Linked DNA regions of Pan troglodytes: region 1 is linked to region 2. A link is a contact called in public Hi-C data. All regions are on one chromosome and are shown on one strand. Each heading gives the region's core, a stretch centred on a gene start, on an enhancer-like site or on the middle of the called end of the contact. The rest is flanking DNA. Distances are from core to core; before and after follow the strand shown. Region 1 holds the start of CHN2 (chimerin 2). Region 2 has its middle 34 kb from the start of TRIL.

Region 1 (3,988 bases), core at 374-2,873, 270 kb after region 2:
AATCACTTTGGAACACAAACTTCATGCCAGGTACACTGTAGCTTTCCACATAGCATCTTATTTAATCTTCACAGCATCCTGTGTTATCAGATTTTTGTGGCAGGTGTAGAAACTGAGGCTCAGTAGGTCTAAGTAATTTGCTCAAGTTCGCAGCTAAGTGACAGAACCAGAGTTTGAACCAAGTTGACTTCGAAGCCCAGATGGTAAAATTCTACCGGGCGACATAGCCAAGTCAGATAGTCCACCATCTAAAGATCTGTGGGGCTACATAGATTACTAGTCAAACAAGTAAGTGCTGTTTTCTATCAGAAGAACTCTGGGGAAACAGTAAGTTCCTTCTGATCTGATCAACAAGCCAAGTGTGTGATGGGTCACATGTCCCTGAAGGCTCCAGATTAGGAACTGCATCATTTCGTGCAGTCCACAAAATGAAGGGTAGTGGTAGGGGGCTGGGAAAATGGGGGCGCTTGGGTCTCCTTAGACCAGCCAGGGCTGTTTCAAGGTCCATACAGTTGAGGGGTAGGAAGACGCAGTCCCACGTGACTGAAGAGTGCTCACACTCCTTTAACAGTTTAGCAAGGTGTATTTTTTAAAAATGGACCTTAATGAGAAGACACACTGGGATAGTATCCTGGAGGGATTTTTTTTTTTTTTTAAAGTTCTAATCAACTAGAAAATGTGACGTGGGTGCGTACTGTGATTATTTAACATTCATTATTCACTGTATGTTAGGTGCTTGGTTGATGTGGATCCCCAGGGCCTAGCTGCTGTTCTGTGTCACTCCTGATAATTTTTAAATTTACTATGTTCTTTTAACCATGTTTTAAAAAGTTGAACTACCCCAATGTGAACACTTTCCATTTTTGCTATATAATGAGAGTACTTTCATTCCTTTAATGTTTGCTTTTTCCTTTGATCTAACAATTTCTCTTCAAATTTCACAGTTTTCTGTTGCTTTAGGATTGAAAGAACCGATTAGCCCGCTGGGAGCGTGAAACAGACTTAAAAAAAATCTGCATGGTATTTCCTCCCAGTGAAATTAATTTAGGTTTAAATACAGGGGGAAGGGACACACCTTGTGCTCGAGTCTCTTTCTCTCACACACCTGAGCAGTTCCTATCCTGAAAGGGCACAGTCGGACCTGCTGCCAAGTCTTAAGTCTTTTGCGAGAATCTTTTTTTGCAAGGCACGGAGAACCTCTTTCTCTTTGACACCGGCTTTGTGTGGGCCTGATGACACGTTTGGACGGCTCTATTTCTTTGAAGGCCAACCTCAGAGGCCCACGGACGCGTCGGGCACTGTCCGTGGCTGGGTTACTTAAGTGTAGCTGGGTTGGCTTCCCGGGTGTTTTAGGAAACGCACCTTCTTGCAGGGCAGGGACCGTCAGCTCCAGAGCAACAAAGGACAATTTGGAGAGGAGTGGAAGGAGCGCTCCATAGTGGCTCTGTCATCCCAGGTTCCCTTCTGCCTAGCACCGTGGCCCTAGTGATCCCGCCTTCGCCCTCTGGATCCCCCACCCCCACTGTCTCGCTGCTCGAGAGCCCGGCGGGGCGCGGTGAGCCCCACCACCTTCCCCCACACCCTCCCTCCCCATCCCCTTCAAATCCTAGGAGCAGCGCTGCGCGCGGCAGCCGCGCTCGCCCCGCGCCCGGCCCCGGCCTCCCCAGCACCCCGGGGACCCGGTCCCCCGTCCCGCCTCCCCCTGTCCAGAGTCCGCAGCCTCCCCCTCCAGCCCCAGTGGCGGGAGCTGTCAAGCCCGCAGCAGCCGAACCACCCCCCGAGCGACCGCGTCTCCTCTTCTTCCTTTGTGTGTGCGCGAGCGGAGTTGGGGCGGAGGGAGAAGGGGGAGGTCGCTCTGTCTGTCCGTCTCCCGCCGCCTCTGCCCGGTCTACTCGAAGTGCGGCGGGAGAGGCGGGAGCCCAGGAGAGGGTGCGGGAGCTGGCGGGGCGGCTCGGAGCTGCCAGGACGCCCTGGTCCCAGCCGCGCACAGGGGAGCGCGGACGGCAGAGGGGCTCGGCGGGAGCCGAGATCCGCCCGTCCCGGCTGCCCCTCGGCCTCCCTCTGCTCCCACCTACCCCCTGACACCCATAGAAAAGCGTGCAAAGGCGCGGAGCGGGACGGAAACCACAAATAAATAGCGGCGGCGGCAGCGCGTCATCTGGTGGAGCAGGAAGTGCAGGCAGAGTCCGGAGGCTGGTGCTTTCTGCGCGTCCCCAGGACTTTGCCATGGGCTGGGGGCCGCGGAGGCTGCGAGCGGCCGGGCGAGGGCAGCGGCGGCGGCGTCCGCACCGGGGCTGAGCGAGCAGCGACGCGAGGGGCGCGCGGAGATGGCAGCGTCCAGCAACTCTAGCCTGTCCGGCTCGTCGGTGTCCTCCGGTGAGTTTCAGCCCGTCGGGCGCTGCTGCCGCGCCGGGTCTCGCCCCACTGCCCTCGCCCCGCACCCTGGGATGGACAGAGCCTACCTGTGGCCATCCCGCCCGCTCTCTCGGAGTGGGGGCAGGCGTCCGGGGTGATACTTGTTTGGTTCGCCAGCACCTCGGTGCCCAGAGCACCTCCGCGCCTGACATCTGACAGCGCAGAGGTGGGAGAGCGGTGGTGCCCTTAGTGTGCGGACGCGGGTGTTCCGGGGCTTGGAGTGCAGCGAGCGAAAAGCGAAAGGAGCGGGCAGGCTCGCACTTTCTGGCGCAGCTGGAGCGGGGGCTGGCGGGGCGGAGAAGGTTGGGGTGAAGCAGAGCGCCCCGACCTGTTTGCCGTGCCGCGCCCGCTACCCTGGACATCCAAATCCGGAGCAGAGGGGAGCAAACCCTCGCTCCTCGCAGACTTGATTTTCTTTGTTTGTTTCAGAAATTAGCTCTATGGAGACACTCGCTTGGGCATGGGTTTTAGACAGCAGCAATGAAGGGATGTATCTTTCTGATCCTGATTGAAGTGGGTTAGGGGAAGAGAGGTCGAGCCCATCCTCTGACTCTTGGCACATTTACAAGAGTGTGTGTGTGTGTGTGTGTGTGTGTGTGTGTGTGTGTGTGTGTGTGAGAGAGAGACTCCTTAGAGATTTTCTGATAATAGTGGCTGTAATTTCACTAGCAAGGCATGCATTTTTTTTTCCTTTTAAGAATGGTTGAGCAAAGGGAAGGCTTCTTTCAGCTTTTCTATGGTTGATCATCGGGTCTAATTGAAGAGAAACAAATTGCTAATGAATCTGAAGGAGTAGGAATCAATAGAGGCAGACCCACTGGTTTCTGAGTATGACAGGTTTCTAATCAGAATGATGCATTAGGTAGAATTCCTGTACCTCTCTGGTCATTGAAAACTTTAATGACAAACCCAAAGGGATAGCTGATAAGACATTTAGGGTAGTATACAGTATTTAAGGGTCAAGAAGGTCATGAAGTCCTAATGGAAGTGCTTCAATATATTAATATTGTATTAAGTCCCATTGGGCTGTTTTTATTATTCACGAATTAAACTCAAAGGAAGAAACACCTTTTTGGAGGCATTGGATAGCAAGCAGGGCAAAAAGGCAACCACAGCTTTAGATGTGTAACTCACTAAATCATAAATGCAAGGTGAATTTGACTAAGGTGCAATTGTGATGTGGCACAAGGTGATCACTTGAAAGCCATCTGTTATCTTTCTTGGCAGATTTAGTTCCTGGGAAATGGCACTTCCTTTCTCGATCACTGCCAACTAATTGAAAACACGTTGTTGTTAGGTGTGCGATATAGTTCAAGTTTCTAGTAGTAGCAGCCAATGGGGCAGAAGTCATATCTTATTAAGAGCAGCAACAAGTTGACCGCCGTGGTTTTAATTCTGAGAACTCAGCAAATGCTACAGTTTATTTTTAGTACCCTCAAACCACTGCTGCTGTTTTTCAATTCATTTTGGTTGACTAACATTGAATTTAAAATACAGTGGTGTTGGCTTTCTATTAGCATATGGTTATCCCTCTCAGAAAACTGCCCACTAGAAAATGAACTGGTGGGGCAAA
Region 2 (3,737 bases), core at 1,178-3,677:
TAAAGAGATCTTCATGAGAAAAAGGATCTAAACTTACAAGTCTCCAATAATTTTTTGTGATATCATTTTTCATTCTAAAGAAATGTTCACTTTCCTGCCTAATTTTGTATTTGTAATTGTATATTCTTTTTAAAAGAAATCATATGAGCTTTGGGCTTCACAAAATCAGGATCTCCCCTGCCTGTGCCTTTTTCCAGTGGTTAAACATTTTTGCCTCTCATCCCCTAAAAAGCTAAACAATTTATTGTGATCTTGAAGCCATCATTGCTGGGCATAGTCCTGAAATATAGTTTTCCTGCAAAAGGAGAGGGAGGGGAGGAAGGAAGGGAAGAAGGACAGAAATGCACAAGATTATATGTAGAGTTAGTAATTCATTTAATGTTAAGGAAGGAAAGTTACCACCATTACAAGCGCCTCTTTAAAAAAAAAAAACACCCTTCCACATAGACTGAATCTTGTCTTCTCTTATGAAGGTTCTAACTTCCTAAAGATGGCTTCAGTGGACCATCCAATAATCAGATAAAAGGTCCACATTGCCGTGGACACGACATGGCTAAAGACAGGACCTAGACTTTGTTCCTGGGATTTTGTGGCATATTGTTAACACAAATCACCTGATTACGTTAGCCAGCAATGATCAGTCATGTATTCTTTCGCCTTCATCCTGCTTCTCCAGTTAGAGGGTTTTGAAAATCCCTTCAACAATTCAGCCACTTGTTACGGAAGGTTTCCACAGCCTCTTGTCTCCTTTGTCACACAGAAGTTCCCCCCAAATCATCTTGGCTGCTTACATCTACAGAGCTATAAATGGGATGCGAGTCCTCAGTGGGGAACACCAGAGCCCTCTGAGGGTGGGGAGCTTGGCATCACACCAACTTCCTGGACCCACAGTATCTGGGTTCACTAGTTATACTCATCAGACTGGCAAGTCCTCCTATGGGAAACCTTGTTTTGTGCCCCTCCATAGACATCACCTTTGTTTTTAGGTAGTATTGATCACCCGAGGATTAGGGTTCAGGCCCACGTCATTCTAGGGTCTCAGGGTCAGAGCAAGTAAGGTGATAAAGTAAAAGGGGTTAAATAATCTTATAAACAAATATTCACACTGGAGATTTCTATTTTTTCTATTTCTTTTTATGAAACATTTATGCACGCTTTATGGTTCTAAAACACAGGCTGCTGTTTAAGCCATTCACAGAGATAGAAAAGAAAAGAGAAGGAGAAAGCTTTTTAAATATGGGGGCAGGGGAAGCGGTTAGTGGAACTTCATCTGCTGAGTGTTCATACAGAGCAGAAATAAAGAAGTGTGTGTTTATCCTATGAAGCCTATAAATCTTAAGGAAACCCAACTGTTGCCGACCCAAAAGCCTTCTGCAAATTTGCTCTTCACAGTATCTGACCCTCCAGGCTCATTGTTCTGTGTTGTCCTGGATTGATATGGCCTAAAATCAAAACTGCATTCATAGCTCGGAAGTAATTTAATAGCTCTAGTCTAGAATTAAACTTTTTGGTCATTCATTTTGATTAATTGCTAAAAGAAATTCTGGCGCGTATACCCCTAAATACAATTTTATTTTGTGGAAACAGAAAACTTATTTTACAAAAAAGTCAACCTCTATCATAAATTCACCATCCAGGCTTGAGTGGTTTGACGTCTGGGTGCTGTACCTTGGAGACATATAATTGAAGCCCACGTGTAGATGTAGAGGTACTTTTAAAAATTTCCTCCTTGAAGATGACGTTTAACTCCACAGAGTAGCTTTCTTTGTCTTAATTCTCTGGGTTTCAATTTTTAAAAGAAAAAGCTATCCTCAAAGGCTTTACAGGGTTACTAATTACACAATGTCACCTATCGACAGAAGAAAGCCATTATGACAGTCTCTAGCTGTCTGAAATTTAAGTAGGCTTACCAAAGCTCTTAAGATGACAAACACATGCATTTGTAGGACGGTTCCTGTCCCACTGAGGTTAACTAAATGGTCTGGGGATGGGCAAGGAGAAAGAAGGGGAGCACTTGCAAAGTAGCTGGCTCCACTTTGGAGGAAAAAAATCCTGGGGTTGTTTTTGAGGTCCGGCTGAGAACCAAGAGCAACAACAAATCATCTATATTTTTTTCAGCGCATCATGTCTATTTTTCACGTAGCAACTCCCTTCCGGGCATTCGGAAAACGCTCCTCGTCGGATATTTCTACCCACAGGATGCTCTTTCTGTTTAACATGGAAGTAGCTTTGAATTCTCTCTGCAAAGAAGAGGTCCGGTATCCCGGCGGGAGAAGCAAAGTGCCACTGGGTGCTGGAACGTGGAGGTGAGGGCTCGCAGGAGGAAGGGTGGGGCTTGGGAAGGAAAAAGGCGCGGCTCGGAGGAGAAACCGGACGCTCACAATCCGCGAAGCCAGAAGTTACCCGGCTCGTGGAACCACGTCCACTTCCCCCAGCCAGTTCCCTCCTGGGTTTCATTCTTAAAAAGCGATTTGTATTGGTGCCTCTCTTCCGTGTGCTACAAAGAGAAGTGACCGCTAGAGGGCAATATGATGCAAAATAAGAATTTGATCGCACATGAGAAGAGCTGAAATAATAAGCATATAGATAGAATGAAATAGAGGTATTGTGAAGAAGTGTGGTGAGTAGGCTTTCCAATCCCTGTTCTCCATATCCATACACCCCCTCAAATATACACACTTAACTGAATGGCAAAGTATCTGCACTGCAGAAGCTAACCCATCTTTTTTTTTTCTCTCTCTCTCTTAGTTTCTGAGAGTTGGGAGGAGTTTTAGGTAATATTGAACTCCTCGACATCAGAACAGGGTAGTTTCTGGAAGCTTTCACCGTTCATAAGCCCAGAGTATAAGATCAAAGTAGTGGTTCTCAACCAGGGGCCGGGGGGGGAGGGGGGGAGTTTGCCTCCCAAGGAACATTTGGCCTTGTCTGGAGAGATTTGTGTTTGTCACAGCTTGTGGGATGGGGTGGACATAGATACTACACAGATACTAGCACCTAGTGGGTAGAGGCCAGGGATGTCACTCAACATCTTACAATGCATAGGACAACCTCTAATAACAAAGAATCATCCCCTGCAGATGTTCGTAGTGCCAAGGTTTGACCAGGGTCAAACATGAGTGCACAGCTTGTAGATGCATTTCCATCCAGTGAGGGTGTGGTTCAGTCCTCAGCACTTCAGCTCTTCTCAGTGTTGACAGGCATCTCCTATGCATTGTGCATCTTTCCCCTAAGTAGACCTGCTCCATGTGATTGAAATGTGTTGCCGCAGGTAAGCTGGTCTTTCAGATTACTGCAGCCCAGAGACCCATTTACTGCAAGGCATCTGCCCACTAGGACCCGGACTCGCAGAGCCTTCTGATGTGGATTCCCCAGCCCACCCTTAAGGGAGCCTCTGGGCACTTTAGTCAGGGACCTGGCTTCCTCCACTTACTAGTTGTGTGATCTTAAACAAGTCTTTCAGCCTCCTCTGTAAAATGGTGATGATAATGACACCTACCTCCTGGGGTCTTGTAAGGAGCAAATGAGCTCATAGGTAGAAAGCCTGGTAGGCCCATAAGGGCGTAGGCATTGTCTTCTCTTTCTCCCATAGTACATGATTCATTCTTTGTTTCCCTTCTAAAGGACTTAGCCCAAAGGCATGTGCCACATCTGTCCTTGTCTTATCACATTTAATTTTTTTTTAAAAATCTTATTTTAATGGGTCATTACTGCATACTTCATCTTTGTCTTATTATTAT

Evidence for each region. Hi-C and Micro-C count contacts between places; a contact is called where the count stands out from the background.
Region 1: a Hi-C map of stem cell-derived neural progenitor cells shows a contact between it and region 2, with 5 times the contacts expected there. The contact joins the promoter of CHN2 here to the enhancer-like site in region 2. A contact is called at or near these places in 1 of 7 Hi-C or Micro-C datasets (stem cell-derived neural progenitor cells) and 1 of 1 datasets of contacts at active chromatin or transcription factors (stem cell-derived excitatory neurons).

The regions. Positions count from the first base shown.
Region 1 is chr6:34,994,838-34,998,825 of NHGRI_mPanTro3-v2.0_pri, forward strand. CHN2 (chimerin 2) reads left to right here and starts at 1,624. Exons shown (of 14, transcript XM_016957223.4): 1 at 1,624-2,376. The coding sequence starts at 2,328. It also overlaps a transcript of CPVL not described here.
Region 2 is chr6:34,722,249-34,725,985 of NHGRI_mPanTro3-v2.0_pri, forward strand. No RefSeq gene overlaps it. Among named protein-coding and RNA genes, the nearest start is that of TRIL, 34 kb to the right of the region's middle. Within about 2 kb of position 2,428, at least 6 of the 24 cell types and tissues checked have an H3K27ac peak or open chromatin away from gene starts, as enhancers often do. A contact at or near this core is called in stem cell-derived neural progenitor cells, where this site is marked.